Linked DNA regions of Mus musculus: region 1 is linked to region 2. A link is a contact called in public HiChIP or PLAC-seq data. All regions are on one chromosome and are shown on one strand. The core of a region is the stretch at or near the end of the contact, and the rest is flanking DNA. Distances in the headings are between cores, read along the strand shown.

The links. HiChIP or PLAC-seq counts read pairs in DNA pulled down with a chosen protein or histone mark.
Region 1: an H3K27ac HiChIP or PLAC-seq map of embryonic stem cells shows a contact between it and region 2, with 13 read pairs. The contact joins two enhancer-like sites.

The regions. Positions count from the first base shown.
Region 1 is chr10:118,167,253-118,171,287 of GRCm38.p6, forward strand. Mdm1 (transformed mouse 3T3 cell double minute 1) reads left to right here. Exons shown (of 14, transcript NM_148922.3): 14 at 799-1,747. The coding sequence ends at 911. Among named protein-coding and RNA genes, the nearest start is that of Gm40775, 20 kb to the right of the region's middle. Within about 2 kb of position 2,104, at least 9 of the 459 cell types and tissues checked have an H3K27ac peak or open chromatin away from gene starts, as enhancers often do. A contact at or near this core is called in embryonic stem cells, where this site is marked.
Region 2 is chr10:118,043,117-118,047,267 of GRCm38.p6, forward strand. The region is part of intron 1 of Gm32663 (a long non-coding RNA gene); the gene reads left to right. Among named protein-coding and RNA genes, the nearest start is that of Gm32663, 32 kb to the left of the region's middle. Within about 2 kb of position 1,890, at least 22 of the 459 cell types and tissues checked have an H3K27ac peak or open chromatin away from gene starts, as enhancers often do. A contact at or near this core is called in embryonic stem cells, where this site is marked.

The sequences.
Region 1 (4,035 bases), core at 854-3,353, 120 kb after region 2:
CCACTTTGAATCCACTACTGCTTGGTCTGGATGACAAATAACAGTTTTTATACCTATGTGGTGGGTTTGCTCACTCAGCATATGGAATTTCAGTACTGAAAAGGGTAGCATAGTGCCAGATATTTTCCCCCTACATTTAGGGAGATTTTAAAAAAATGATATAACAAACCATGTTAAAATATAGCGTTTTGAAAAGATTTATTTTTATTACTTTTGATAATGTGTGTGAGAGCATGTGCACATGTGTGCATGTGTGTGAGAGCATGTGCACATGTGTACATGTGTGTGAGAGCATGTGCACATGTATGCAGGTGCCCTGGGCCAGAGGCAGGGAATCCCTGGAGTTGGAGGTGCAAGTGGTTGTGAGCCACCCAACGTGGATGCGAGGAGTTGAACTCAGGTCCTCTGGGATAGCAGCATGTGCCCTTAGCCTCTGAGCCATCTCCCCAGCCCCAGCATTTTGCTTTTTAAATTGAAAACCTTTTTTTTGCTCCAAATAGTTGTACTTATGAAAGTAGGATGGCTTCCCTGATAATATGGCAATCAGAAGCTGTGCTTAATTAATGACATTATGGGATTCCAATGATGTAAAAAATTTCCCATTCCATTGGCATGTTGACCTCTGATAAACGTGGGAAACGGCCACGAAAGATGATGAGCTCCCAGGTTCCCTGTTTCCTCATAGACAGCATCAGTATTAAGTCTCGATGGCTGCATTCCCTGGCAGTGGCACTTTCCGCATAGTCCTGTTCTTACGATGATTTACATGGATGTAATCCTGGGATTCTCTCATTACAGATGCAGATAGACTGTCTGAGATCTCTGCTCGCTCTGCAGTTTCCAGCCTCCGGGCTTTCCAGACTCTAGCCCGAGCTCAGAAAAGAAAGGAGAATTTCTGGGGCAAGCCATAAACCTCTCATCTTATCTAGTGACAAGCTGGCTCATCTTTACTCACTCAGTGTGTTAAGGTTTTCAGAGGGTTTGGAGTTTCTTCTAACACTTCTGACTCAGATAATTTGAATTTTCAGTGGCTCATCTTAGCCAGAAAATTGCCATGCAGCTGTGTCTAAGTCTGACTCTTTGAGAGCACCTTTGCACTTGTCTGAGTACAAAGGTGCGGGGTTGTGTATTTCTTCACACACTCTTGACTTTTGTGTCAGGTCTCGGGGGTTGCTAGTAGAAGCCTGAAGGTCATCTACAGAATATTCTAAAGGGAGAAAATGAAGTCAACATTAAGATCTTCCAACTTAATTTCCCCTCAGATTGGTCTTAGGCATTTTAATAGCTGTAGGTGTCATGAAAAGAATCTCACTGTTTTATTAGCGCCTTCTGTATACACAGGTGCAGTGTTAAGATGATTGGACTTTGAAAAGCTGGCTGTACATATTTTTCTTATTTATGTAACAAAATTTGCTGAGAGAATATGTATATTTTTGATCTTTTTATGTATTTTATTTGTATAATAACTGGCATACATTTGAATAATGTCTAGATTTTGAAAAATGATTTGTGAAATGGAGAATTAAAATTTTGTAGACATTTAAAAATGAAAATTAAGTGTGCTTGGCTTCTTCAGGAAGTTATCATGTGGAATAAATATCTTCTAGAAGCATTCTATTAGAACTGCTTAATCAAAAATTATACTACTATTGCAGCTGCTAAATGCAGTGAAACTGAGTCTACAGTATTTTTTTTTTCACAAATACGAGGTTTTAAAAACAGATTCATTAAAAAATTTAAACACCAACTTGATGCTTCTGTTTTCCTTTTGCAGGAGATATTTAACTGTTGTTTACAAATCAGGATAAATTAAAGTTTCTAATAAGAATGGGTTTCATAAACATGTTAAACACAATCTCTGTAGTGGTTCCTGTAAATGGCTTGGGTTTTCTTCTTTTTGATCAAGAGAGGGTCTCTCCGTGTCTAAGACTGCCCTCAAGCTCACTCACGATCCAGTATGACCGTCTGTGTTAGCCTCCTGAGCCTCGGAATTACAGGCAGGTGCCATCCTGCCTGATGAAGGTCCCCCAGATGCTGTGTGTTGGAAGGTTGGAGCCATTTAATAGCTCCAACGATTCGGAATTCGGGGGATTCGGAGAAGGAGGAGACCAGAAGGGAGGCCGGCTCACTGGGGTCGTGCCTGTGAAGGGTATGTTTTGTTAGCAGGTGTTGACCTTTGCTGACCCATGCAGATCGATTTGCAAGACCGGGGAGTGGGGGTGGGGGTGGGGGCTCTGAAGACCTTAAAGGATGAGGCTGACTACAGTCTAAGGCTGAGACAACCTCAGGGTCAGTGTACTTCAGTACACAAGCGTAACAAGGAAAGCGATGCTCCAAGGAAGGTTGAGCTCAGAAAACCGTGTAAATCAACACTAGGAAGACACACTAAATAGTAACACAGCCGCCCTTTCTCAGGGCAGACCAATTGAAGCACAATTGCCTGGCACGATGGATTATATCTGGGAAAGCACGAGATCAAGGCAGAGGGCCATATCCAGACTCAGGACACCCTGAAGACAACACTCAACATGTCCCTTCGCCAGATGGTGCTCTGTAGCTGTGATCTGACATCCAACAAAAGGGAGCATATCTTATAAGTTGAATGGAGATGTTTAACACGGTAGCGTGAGATCATGTCCAAGGACAATCAGGGAACAAAATTCACCTGAGGTAAATAGCCTCTGGCTTTTTCCTGGAGTCTTAGTAACAAGAACAGGCCATGAAGTTTCCTGATATGCAGAAGGAGCTGTGGGCTTGAATTTGCTTTAAATCAATTTTTATCTGGGCATGCTTTAAGAAGCGGATACTGTTGCTATTCTGTGTTGATGAGTTTGGACAGATTTCCACATCTGAAACCAGTGCAGGTACCAAGGGATGGGTCTGTCTGTCTGGTGTTTCCTGGTCCTCAAGGCAGCAGTGACTCAGAGTTCAGAAACTGTTTCTCTGGATTTCACCTATAATTTTGAGATCCCTCGTGCTTTTGGTGTGGCTATTTCCTTTTAAATTTACCACTGGCAAAGCCATTTTGGATGGCTTGTAGTTTGAGACTATACCAAACATTTGCTGTTTGCATTTGAGTCCCTATGTGGAGCTTTCTGCTCTCTTTAGAAACACTCTCTCCCCACCGTGACAGTGTCTCTCTTTGTAGTCTTGGCTGGCCTGGAACCGGCCTCTGCTTTGTGTTAGATACGTGCCACCATCTCTGACTTGAGTATACCTTATTTATTTATTTATTTATTTATTTATTTATTTATTTATTTATTTTTGAGCATATGTGTTAGAGGTACAATATGACCAAATGGGTACAATAATAACCTGGAGACTTTGTGTTTTTGTTTAAATTAGCATCTCATGAGCCACACTCAGGAGTGAACATTTACATTTAAATCCCTGTAAGAGCTTTCCCCCAGATGCACACTCTCCTCTTCTCTGCAGCCCCACATCCACTCCAGGAGCTGACTTTCTCTCTGTCCTCCTGGTTGAGAACCCAGGACAAGTGCCTATGTGTGCATACACATAAAACATGGTTTACATGCTAATCTTTGGTCCACCTCTGGGTCCCTTTGGGAGTCTGAATTCCAAGAACATTTGAAGAGCAACTAAGAACATAATAAGTATGTTTGGTGTATTAGTAGGGAATAGCATGCAATTTGAGCAGAATCATGTTTGCTTTATAAATAAAACAAATTTAATAACTTGGTCCAAGATTCTGCTGTCCAGTGAGTTAAATCTAGGCCTTCTTACTTGAATTCCTCCCACAATACTTTCTCTGAAGTGTTTTGCTCACATTTAATATCTACTATGAATCATCTTTCTGGTTGATTCATTTGGGAGTTAGTTTTTCTCCTTGGCTTCTTGGAAGATAAAATACCTTTCTTTTCGAGTCAGGAAAACAAGAGAATGTGGGCACAGGTTATCATGCGAGTGGACTCAGCCAGGATGAAAGCGAGTTGATTTCACAAAGTCAGTTTGTCCTTCTGTAGAGCAGTGTCAAAGCTAGCCTTTCCTGGGATGCTCAAGGATATACTATGTATG
Region 2 (4,151 bases), core at 640-3,139:
TTGAGAAGTACCGCGATAATAATGGCTGGTATTCCTGGGAGCATCGGGAGTTTAAAGGCAAGTGTTTGAGACCCAGTAAACCAGGCCTGACAGATAGGACTTGGTTCACAGGAAAGTTAAAAAGCTGGGCCCTTAGATATGGCATAGGGGTTTGCAGAGCACTGTGGGATGTGATCTTTATGAAGTCGGGGGGTCTGGATGATCTGGGTGATGTAGACCGCCTATAAGTCATGCTCATAAGGGGGGGGCACCAAGATGGAAAAAGCAGACAAAGGGGCCTATCTGGGTCACTCAAAAGCGAATGGGACAAGATTTGTATGGGACCCAAGAATCCAGGTTGGAAAAAAAAAAAGGACATAAAATCAGTCAGTGCTTGTGAGACTCTGGAGAGCAACAGTTCACCAAAGCGGTGAAACAAAGAGCGAACGACGGAGAAAGATGCAGAGGACTAAGTTTGGCTCACAGGTGTGCAATGATCCCTAGAGGATGCTATGTTCATGATCTACCTGGGAGCAGAGACTGTTCATGCAGAAGAGGAAGGCCCTTTGGGCAGCCGGGTGTGGCCAATGAAAATTTAGCAGCTTAGCCAGCCTCAGAGCTGCTGGGATCGAAGCCCACGCCTCCTTAGTCCCAGGCCTGTCCTGCGTCTACCTGCCGAGAACTGAAACTGCAGGCACGCGCAGTGCGTTTAAAGCTTTCCGCACATACTTTCATCTCTCAAACCTTTCCTCGATGCCAAAATACAAAAAGCACGGGGTGTTTAGTGGAAAATTTTGTTGTGATTTTTGGCAGTCCTCTATCTGTTCAGTATCTTTTGGCAGCGACAGGAATATTTATTTTCCTTTGGGGGAATTGCTTGCCACTCTGTTCCATTCTAGCCGGGCGGGTAACAGAGAGGCCTCGCTCACCCCAGCCACACTGCAGGCCAAATTGAATACAGGACTCACCGAAATGGGTGCCACCCTGGAACTTGATCTCACTTGGCTACACAGAGACTAAAGAGAGCTCACTTATTCCAGTAATAAAGCCAGAGACTGTGACACTTCTGGTGACACAGGCCTTCTAGGGATCATGGTTGTTTTGGTTTGTTTGTTCGTTCTCAGGAACTTGTCACCTTCCAGAGACCCCCACTTTCAAACACCACCACACACTGGGCAGCCTTCGACTGGTAAGGTCTGGCATCAGAGACATTCTGCCTATTGTGCTAAGGGTAGGTAAATTGACCAACTTCATACAGTTTGTAGTTGGCAGAACTAGGAATTGAATCCACTGAAAATTTCAGTATGTCTGGTAGTTCCCCCCCCCTGCAACCCCCCCTGCAACCCCCCCCCCCCGCTGTAATATTTTTGTTGGGAATCTAAAGGTATTGAATAAAGCTAAACATGTTCTTTAGATAACAAATTATCTTTCGCTCAGATTTAGGGTATGTACATATCATATATGTAAATATCATATATATGATATTTATTTACATATGTTATATGTATTTATATGCATTTACATATAATATATATTTAGGATATTTTCAGTCAGTATCATAGGAAGTATATCTGATCCATTATAGAGTCCCAAAAGATTTATGGAGTTAGAGTGCTTGGTAACTATAGATATTAATCAATTCAGCTTTCTAGTCTTACTGACAAGAAAATGCAGTCCAACAGATGTCTATATTGCCAAGCCATACTGAAGTTCCTATGTGTGGATAATGAGGTTTAGATGCAAACCAATTTAGCTTAGTCACAAGACAGGTGGGACTGGTAAATTTACATAGCTCAATTAAGATCTTCCAGCCAAAGGGAGCCTCCAGGTTTTATATAACAATGTATCCATTTGCCTCTGGCTGGGACAGGGAGGGGGGCTGAGAGTCTCAGTACACCTCAGTCTTTTTTCTTTACAGCCCACAGAGAAGGTTTTTCAATCACTTCCTTTGTGAAGCACTGAGCATCACTCTCACTTCAACCTAATGACACTTTTACATGCAAATGCCGAACACTTTAGATGCCCGGTTTAAAAACTAATCTATTCTATTTAAAGGCAAATTGTTATTTGGAAATCAGAAGCCACCTTCCAAGCAAGCTGAAACATTGCAGGGTGATTGAAGTGGTTGTATTATATGACCCCGGGTATGTTTTCATAGTTAGAAATAATGCAAGCCCCAGGCTTCCAAAAAGAATACATTGTGTGAAAGATGGCTGAGTGACTGAATGTCTTCTTTAACTAGGAGGGGAATGGCTGGGGGCCTGGTGGGGGACTTTCTGAAACAGTGAGAGCTTGTTAGGTTCAGCTTGGGGATCTTCCACAGAGGAGCTCAATACAGCATATTTTTATTTATTTGTCTGTTTGTTTATTTATTTATGTGGACAGTGCTTCTCTGTGTAGCTCTGTCTTGGAACTTGCTCTAAAGACCAGAGGCTGTCCTGGAACTCACAGAGCTCTGCCTGCCTCTGTCTGCCCCTGCCTGCCTCTGACTGCCTCTGCCTGCCCCTGCCTGCCCCTGCTTGCCTCTGCCTGCCCCTGCCTGCCTCTGCCTGCCTCTGCCTCTGTCTGCCTCTGCGTGCCTCTGCCTGCCCCTGCCTCTGTCTGCCTCTGCCTCTGCCTGCCTCTGCGTGCCTCTGCCTTAAGCATGCTGGGATTAAAGGTGTGGACCACCCCACCTGCTAACACAGCAAATATTTATTGGATGTTTCTTGTATGTGACCTTTGAACTAAGATCTTGGAGAATGAAGCTGCCTTCGGCATTTGTAAGGAATAGTCCCAGGACTCCTTATGATCTTCCAAACCTATGCATGCTCAAAACTCTTATATAAACCGATGTTTCCGTATAGTGCCTGCACATTCTCATGTATAGTTTAAATCGTCCCCTAATTAAGTATAATAGGGAGCACACTGTAAATTGTTGTTATGCAGATAGTTTGGGGGAGTGATATAAAGGAAAAAATTATGCTGAACCTGGTCAGTATAATTTCTTTCAAATATTTCCATTCCACGGTTGTTTGTATCTTATAAGCATCCTAGGCCAAAATGTTTGAGCTGTGTGTTTTCCTCCATTTACCCTTATCAACACATTGGTGTCTGTCTTGGTTTAGCCCTGGATGCTGTAGACTTTCCCTATCAACTATGGTCTTGTGTGTGTGTGTGTGTGTGTGTGTGTGTGTGTGTGTGTGTGTGTATGTGTGTGTGTAGGGGGTTTGCCCAGGGTAGAGGAGTGGTATGGTGTCTAGGCTCCACTGCCTTACACTCTCCCTATGTGCACGCTAGGCAATGGCTGCTGTGTTACTTTTAGATTGGGGATTCACTGTGGGGATCTCTTTCAAAACTACAACTCCCATAGAGCTTTATTCATCAGCTCAGTCCTGAGGACAGGGACGCAGACAGCCCCCATGGGTGTTACTCCCTATGCCCGCCCACACATCTGGAAAACAGCCTCTTCATTTAACTTCCTTCTATTAAACTCTTTCAATGGGCTATATGCTTTCACTCAGGGCTCCTGACAAACTCAGCCTGAGTCTAATCAGGCTTGTCTTTTAACCGCACACTCAAACTAGAAAAACAGGTTAAATGATGCCTTGGGGTAAAAACCAAATGGTCCAGAATTGAGGATTTCTTTTTACTGGTGTGTTGTTTTCAAAGATTGTCATGATTAAAAATAAATAAATAAATAAATAAATAAATAAATAAATAAATAAATAAAATGTCAGAAAATTCTTCTAGATTAAAATAAGCTAAGAGGACCACATTGTCACTTGAGGGGGTGTACAGTCACCTTGGAAACACATGAAGGTGTTTTCAGGAAGTTTTAACAGAGTAAGGAAGACTTGCCCCAAATGTGGATGTCACTGTCCCATAGGCTGGGGTCCCAGACTGAGGGAAAGAAGGACCACTGGGTGTCAGCCCCCACCTCTCTGACTTCTGACTGAAGACCCAGTGTGACCAGTGGCCTCAGCCACCGCTGTGACCTCCTTCCCACAATGCACTCTACCCTCAAACTATGAGCCAAAGTAAACCCATCCTTCCTTAAGTTGATTTTGGCAAGGATTTTATTACATCTAGCAGAAAACTAAGCAATACAAATTTATATAAAGCTTGTGTAAAAAAAACCCAGATAAATATTATAGAAATTGAAATATATACATTTGCATGTACATATTAAT